Linked DNA regions of Mus musculus: region 1 is linked to region 2. A link is a contact called in public Hi-C data. All regions are on one chromosome and are shown on one strand. Each heading gives the region's core, a stretch centred on a gene start, on an enhancer-like site or on the middle of the called end of the contact. The rest is flanking DNA. Distances are from core to core; before and after follow the strand shown.

The links. A called contact is a pair of places that touch in the nucleus more often than the background predicts.
Region 1: a contact with region 2 is called in a Hi-C map of uterus, with 3 times the contacts expected there. The contact joins the enhancer-like site here to the promoter of Tlr12 in region 2. A contact is called at or near these places in 11 of 39 promoter capture datasets (the HPC-7 cell line, embryonic stem cells, frontonasal cranial neural crest and 6 more), 1 of 15 datasets of contacts at CTCF or cohesin (the NIH/3T3 cell line), 17 of 484 Hi-C or Micro-C datasets (B cells, the C2C12 cell line, bone marrow-derived macrophages and 9 more), 11 of 115 datasets of contacts at active chromatin or transcription factors (the HPC-7 cell line, T-cell acute lymphoblastic leukemia, bone marrow-derived macrophages and 6 more) and 4 of 9 other capture datasets (adipose tissue, liver, macrophages and 1 more).

What each region holds. Positions count from the first base shown.
Region 1 is chr4:128,669,195-128,672,301 of GRCm38.p6, reverse strand. The region is part of intron 1 of Phc2 (polyhomeotic 2); the gene reads right to left. Among named protein-coding and RNA genes, the nearest start is that of Phc2, 16 kb to the right of the region's middle. Within about 2 kb of position 1,546, at least 38 of the 459 cell types and tissues checked have an H3K27ac peak or open chromatin away from gene starts, as enhancers often do. A contact at or near this core is called in nephron progenitors, pancreatic islet, second pharyngeal arch cranial neural crest and 1 more, where this site is marked.
Region 2 is chr4:128,617,205-128,620,123 of GRCm38.p6, reverse strand. It overlaps Tlr12 (toll-like receptor 12), which reads left to right and starts at 1,505. Exons shown (of 1, transcript NM_205823.2): 1 at 1,505-2,919. The coding sequence starts at 1,669.

The DNA of each region.
Region 1 (3,107 bases), core at 297-2,796, 52 kb before region 2:
AGAAAGCCAGCCCGGAGCCTGAGCATCTCATGCTGGCTTTAGTCTTCATCTCAATGACCCTTGATCCTTTATCTCAGTGACTCTGTTTGTACTGGAATGAGAGGCCCAAACAAAACATCGAGAGGGTTTAAACAGAGCAAGGCAGCTTCAGGGTCGATTGCTCGGGAGCTGCTCACGCTCCTGGCAATCATGGACTCCCAGGGAGGCAGAGTCAGGTCGGTATGAGCCTAGTCTGAACTCCCTCCGAACCCTTGAATATCTGTAACCGCGCTTTAGTCTCTGACCATACGATAGAAGTTGTGGGAAGATGCAAATCTCCTAAATCTCCCTTCATCTAATGTATCAAATATAGGTTTATTTAAATATATACATCATGAATTATTAAAAAACCATGCATTGAGTGAAAGTGTGTGTGTATGTACATGTGTGCACATGTGCCTCTGTATGTGTGCACATGTGCCTGTGTGTGTATGTGTTTGCATGGCGCTGGATATTAAACCCAAGGCCTTGTGAGTGCTAGATCTAAAAAATATAAAGCCTTGTGGAAATTAGAGATTTTTACCAAGAGGGTAGGAGAGGAGGAATATGATTTATCCTTCCTCCATAAACAACTGAAAACTGGATAAAAGACAGAAAACACTGTTTTTCAGATATTAGCAGATAGGTAACACAGGCTTGTGATGCCTGAGCAAAAAGAGACAAAGTGACCCCTGGAAAATACTAGGCTGCTCCCTGGGGCACCTCCAGGAACAGTGCGAGGAGGGAACAGGTGTTCAGAGAGCCTCTGGGCAGAGAAGATGGCGATCTGGGAGGGAAAATGGCTGGAGTACCTGTAAGGAGGTGAGTGAGGAAAGGAGAAAGGAGTGGGAGAGAGAGGAGAGGAGAAAGGAGTGCAAGAGAGAGGAGAGGAGGAGGGGAGAAGGAGTGGGAGGGGGGTAAGGAGAGGACAAGAAGGGAGAGGAGAAGGAGGGAGAGGAGAAGGAGGGAGAGGAGGAGGGAAAGGAGAAGGAGGGAGGAGAAGGAGGGAGAGGAGAAGGAGGGAATGGAGAAGGAGGGAGGAGAAGGAGGAGGGAGAGGGAGGGAGAAGGGTAGAAATAGAGGAGAGGAGAAAGAAGGAGGGAGAGAGAAGAGGAAAGGAGAGGGTAGGAGAGGGAGGGAAAGAGGGAGAGGGAAGGAAAACACTCTGGAATTGTGCACACAGGCCTCCCTGGATTGTCATGGTTAGCGCTGAGGGACATGTAGACACACATGAGAACTCCAGACCACCTGGAAGGAGCAGATGGAGCAGGCCCTGCTCACACAGAGCAGGGCAGGGCAGGGCAGGGTAGGGCAGGGCAGGGCAGGGCAGCTTGTGTTCGTCTGTATTTCAAAACAATTTAAAGGAATAGAGCAAGTGTCAGCAACAGGAAGATCAAATTCACAAAGGCTCGTTGGACCCAGTGAAAACAAGAAGGCAGACAAAAGACGTTGGTGAGAGACTCCAGGAGTGGGAGAACTAGCAGATGAGGTATTAAAGCAACATTAGTAACTGCACCCCACGTGATCAGGAGGCAGCGTTAATAATTGCTCCCACATGTTCAGGAAGTGACATTAATAACTGCCCGCCATGTGCTGAGGAGCGAGAAGACACAGGATCGTGAGGACAGGGCAACCCCAAATCCAGCTTCCAGTGACCAGAAAGGACAGCCAAGACAAAAGCAAAGCGCACGAGAGTAACAACAGATCAGGAGACTTGGCAACAGGAATGACCCCACAGGAAAGAGACTGGAGGAAGGCTAGAGAGACACGGGCTACCCGTCAATGGCCTTATCGAGCAACCTAAGGCTCCCCACATCACAGTTCCAGGAGGGAGAGGCCTTGGTGGAAAGGAGCAGAACCAGTAAAGCTTCCAAATTCAACAAAAGCCATGAACTTGCAGACCCAAGAAGTCCAGCTAAGCAGAATACATGGATAAAAATTACTGCAAGGACTTTCACAGTCAAACTGCTCAGCTGATGACAAGAAAATCCCGAAAATTCTCAGAAAAAAAGGACATATTACATGGGAGCAAAACCCAGGCTTTTTTACACACCATTACACTGCTGACAGTTGATAGATATCTTTAAAGAAATTGTAGAAGAAAACCAAAAACAAATTAAAAGTCAGCCTCAAATTCTATACTCAGAAAATATTTCTCAAAATGAGGGTAAAATTGATCTTTTGAGACATATGGATACTGAACAGATGAACTTTATAATAACTGTACTATTGAAAATGTTATAGGCTGGGCTCAGTGGTGCATGCCTTTAATCCCAGCACTCAGATTTCTGTGAGTTCAAGGCCAGCCAGAGTTACATAGTGAGACCCTGTCCCCCAAACACACTTTGAAGAGAAGTGAAATCACAGGAATACACGAGAGAACAACATTTAAAGTCAGTAAGAGAGAGCCATTAGGAAACTCCCTAATATTTGAGAAACAATGTGTTTTAAAAATAGTTCATGAGTCAAAAACTAAAATCTCAGGGGAAAGTAGAAACTATTTTGAATGTAACAAAATGAAAAAGTGTCACATATAAAACCCATGAGAGAAATGGATGCATGGTCCATAAAACATTTGTTAGTCATTCCAGAAAGAAAGTTCTTGAATTTTAACATCGGCTTCCTTCTTAAGAAGTAAGAAAAGAGCAAATGAAATACAAAACACAAAGAGAGGAATAAGAGGGAGGTAAGACAAACGGGGTGGGACCATGGCAGGCAAACCACCGAAAGGAAAAGCCGGTCTTTGAAACTAAGACAGAAAACTTAGCCAGAGTGATGTGAAGGGCGAACCCAGAGATGACAGCTCTCATAGATATCAAAAGGACAATGAAGCAACAGTAGGGATCATTTCCTGGAAATGCACAAGTTATCAGAGCTCACACATGAAGAGACAGACAAGCTGGATAGCTCTATGGTTCGCTCTCTTTATCCCACCTCCTCCTCTCAATTTTATTTTTGTTTATTTACTTTCTGGTACAGAGTAGCTAGGATTATAAGCACGAGCTACCATGCTGTCTACACTGTACCTATTAAAAATAATTTGTGTGATAGCACACTGTCATTAATCCCAGCACTCAGGAGGTAGAGGC
Region 2 (2,919 bases), core at 256-2,755:
GGCCTGTCCTCTCTTACAGCTGCTAATCCTGTCTGGGCTCCTGGACTACCCGTCAATGCCTTGCAAGCCTGCCTCCTAACCCCTCATGCTTAGTCTTTTTGCATATTAAAATTTTAGGAACTTTTTTTTGTTTTGTTTTTTCGAGACAGGATTTCTTTGTGTAGCCCTGGCTGTCCTGGAACTCACTTTGTAGACCAGGCTGGCCTCGAGCTCAGAAATCCACCTGCTTCTGCCTCCCGAGTGCTGGGATTAAAGGCGTGTGCCACCAAGCCCGGCTTCGTAGGAACATCTTAATTCGAACATGTTTGTTCTGTATATTAACACTGACTAACATACAGGCATATTAGAAAAATTTTAAGAAACCTGACCTAACCATCTTTGCTAACTATCCTTTTGTTTTTTGACTTTTCTTTTTAGAAATTCTTGGGTTTCCCATGCAGGCATCCCAGCGTCCTGCCCTTGTGGCCGTTGTGTTTCTCCTTTAGTACCTTTAATTTTGCCGTTCCTGTCAGTTTGGCCATTCTCCCGCCTCCATTCTAACACTCAGCAGAAATGCAGTTGTCTCCTTCCCGGCTGTAAGTCAGAGGTGCTGAGAACGATACTCTTTTATAGGTCTTGGCAAGCTATGTCATTTGATGTTAACAGGATTTTCTTCTCTCTGAGTCTGTTAGTTTTTCAAATCATGAACAGATGTTGATCTGTGTCCAGTGCTTTGCTTCATAGTTTGAGGTGACCACAAAGCTCCTTTCTTTCTCTTTCTCTTCCCACTTAGGTCCCAGCCCTGTCCTGGCAGTTCAGGTCAAGGTAAAGGCCTTTCTTTTCTTGCCCCAGTGTCTGAGAGCAGGGCTGGAGCCCTCCCTACATCCAGTCTTCTCAGGTCAAATGCCATGACAACATCGTGTTGATATATTATTTTGCTTATAAAACATCCCCATTTGTGTTTAACCCAAGAACTCCAGGGGGGTCAGTAAAGAAAGGAAGTCATAATGAAACTAACAAGGAGAAAACCCCAGCTGATCTAAATCTGTGTTTGCAGCAATCCTACAGAGCAATCAAGCAAACGGGAGTTAGTCTACTTGGACAGAAGAGAACACAGGCTCAGAAGAGAAGAGGTGTTTTACTTGAGGACTGTGCAAAGCCAGACCAGACTCTACTTGTGTGTGTGTGTGTGTGTGTGTGTGTGTGTGTGTGTGTGTGTGTGTGTGTGTGTGTGTGGAGGGGGGTTGGGGGTGAGGATGTAGCAGGCACAGAAGCCAGGGGTCTAACCACACTGCAGACTGTTCTAGTGGTGCGCAGCCATCATCCCAGCCCTGGGGGTGGAAGTAAGAGAATCAGAAGTTCAAAAGGAGTCTTAACAAACTGAGCTCGTGGGACAGCCTGGGCTGCACATAAAAAAGAAAGCAACAACAAGAAAAGAAACTCTGTTTGCTTTCTCCTAACAGGAAGTGAGACCCCCCCATCCCCCTACGTTGCCCTGGTGTCATTTCCCCTCCCTCGAAGCCTCAGTGCTAAGTATCTCCAAGTCGGCCTCCTCACTTCCCGGCTTCCACAGTGGCCCTTTGACGGTGCTCCCGGACCTTGCAGGTACTCTGAGGTGGATGAGAGTATTGGTAACCCGGAGGCATAGGAGTCTAAAGTCCTCTCAGCTCTGATTCCTCTGGTGTAGAGATGGGCAGGTACTGGCTGCTGCCAGGTCTCCTCCTTTCCCTGCCTCTGGTAACTGGGTGGAGCACTTCCAACTGCCTGGTGACCGAAGGCTCCCGACTGCCCCTGGTCTCCCGCTATTTCACATTCTGCCGCCATTCCAAGCTATCCTTTCTTGCTGCATGCCTCTCCGTGAGCAACCTGACACAGACCTTGGAAGTTGTACCTCGGACTGTGGAGGGGCTCTGCCTCGGTGGTACTGTGTCTACTCTGCTTCCAGATGCTTTCTCTGCTTTTCCTGGTCTCAAGGTCCTGGCACTGAGTCTGCACCTTACCCAACTTCTGCCAGGAGCTCTCCGGGGTCTGGGACAGTTGCAGAGCCTCTCTTTTTTTGACTCTCCTCTTAGGAGATCTCTCTTTCTACCTCCTGATGCCTTCAGTGACCTGATTTCCCTCCAGAGACTCCATATCTCTGGCCCTTGCCTGGATAAGAAGGCAGGCATCCGCCTGCCTCCCGGTCTGCAATGGCTGGGTGTCACGCTCAGTTGCATTCAGGACGTGGGAGAGCTGGCTGGTATGTTCCCAGATCTGGTGCAAGGTTCCTCCTCCAGGGTTTCGTGGACCCTGCAGAAGTTGGATCTGTCATCCAACTGGAAGCTGAAGATGGCTAGTCCTGGGTCCCTCCAGGGTCTCCAGGTGGAGATTCTGGACCTGACAAGAACACCACTGGATGCCGTGTGGCTGAAGGGCCTGGGACTTCAGAAACTCGATGTCTTGTATGCACAGACTGCCACGGCCGAGCTGGCTGCTGAGGCTGTTGCCCACTTTGAGCTGCAGGGCTTGATTGTGAAAGAAAGCAAGATAGGATCTATATCTCAGGAGGCTCTGGCTTCCTGCCACAGCCTGAAGACCTTGGGTCTTTCAAGCACTGGCCTAACCAAGCTTCCACCAGGCTTCCTGACTGCCATGCCTAGGCTTCAGCGACTGGAGCTGTCCGGAAACCAACTGCAGAGCGCCGTGCTGTGCATGAATGAGACGGGAGATGTGTCAGGACTCACGACTCTGGATCTGTCAGGCAACAGGTTGCGCATCCTGCCTCCAGCCGCCTTCTCCTGCTTACCCCACTTGCGAGAGCTGCTGCTTCGGTACAACCAGCTGCTTTCCCTGGAGGGATACCTATTCCAGGAGCTCCAGCAACTAGAGACCTTGAAGCTGGATGGAAACCCCCTGCTTCACCTGGGTAAGAACTGGTTGGCGGCTCTGCCTGCATTGACC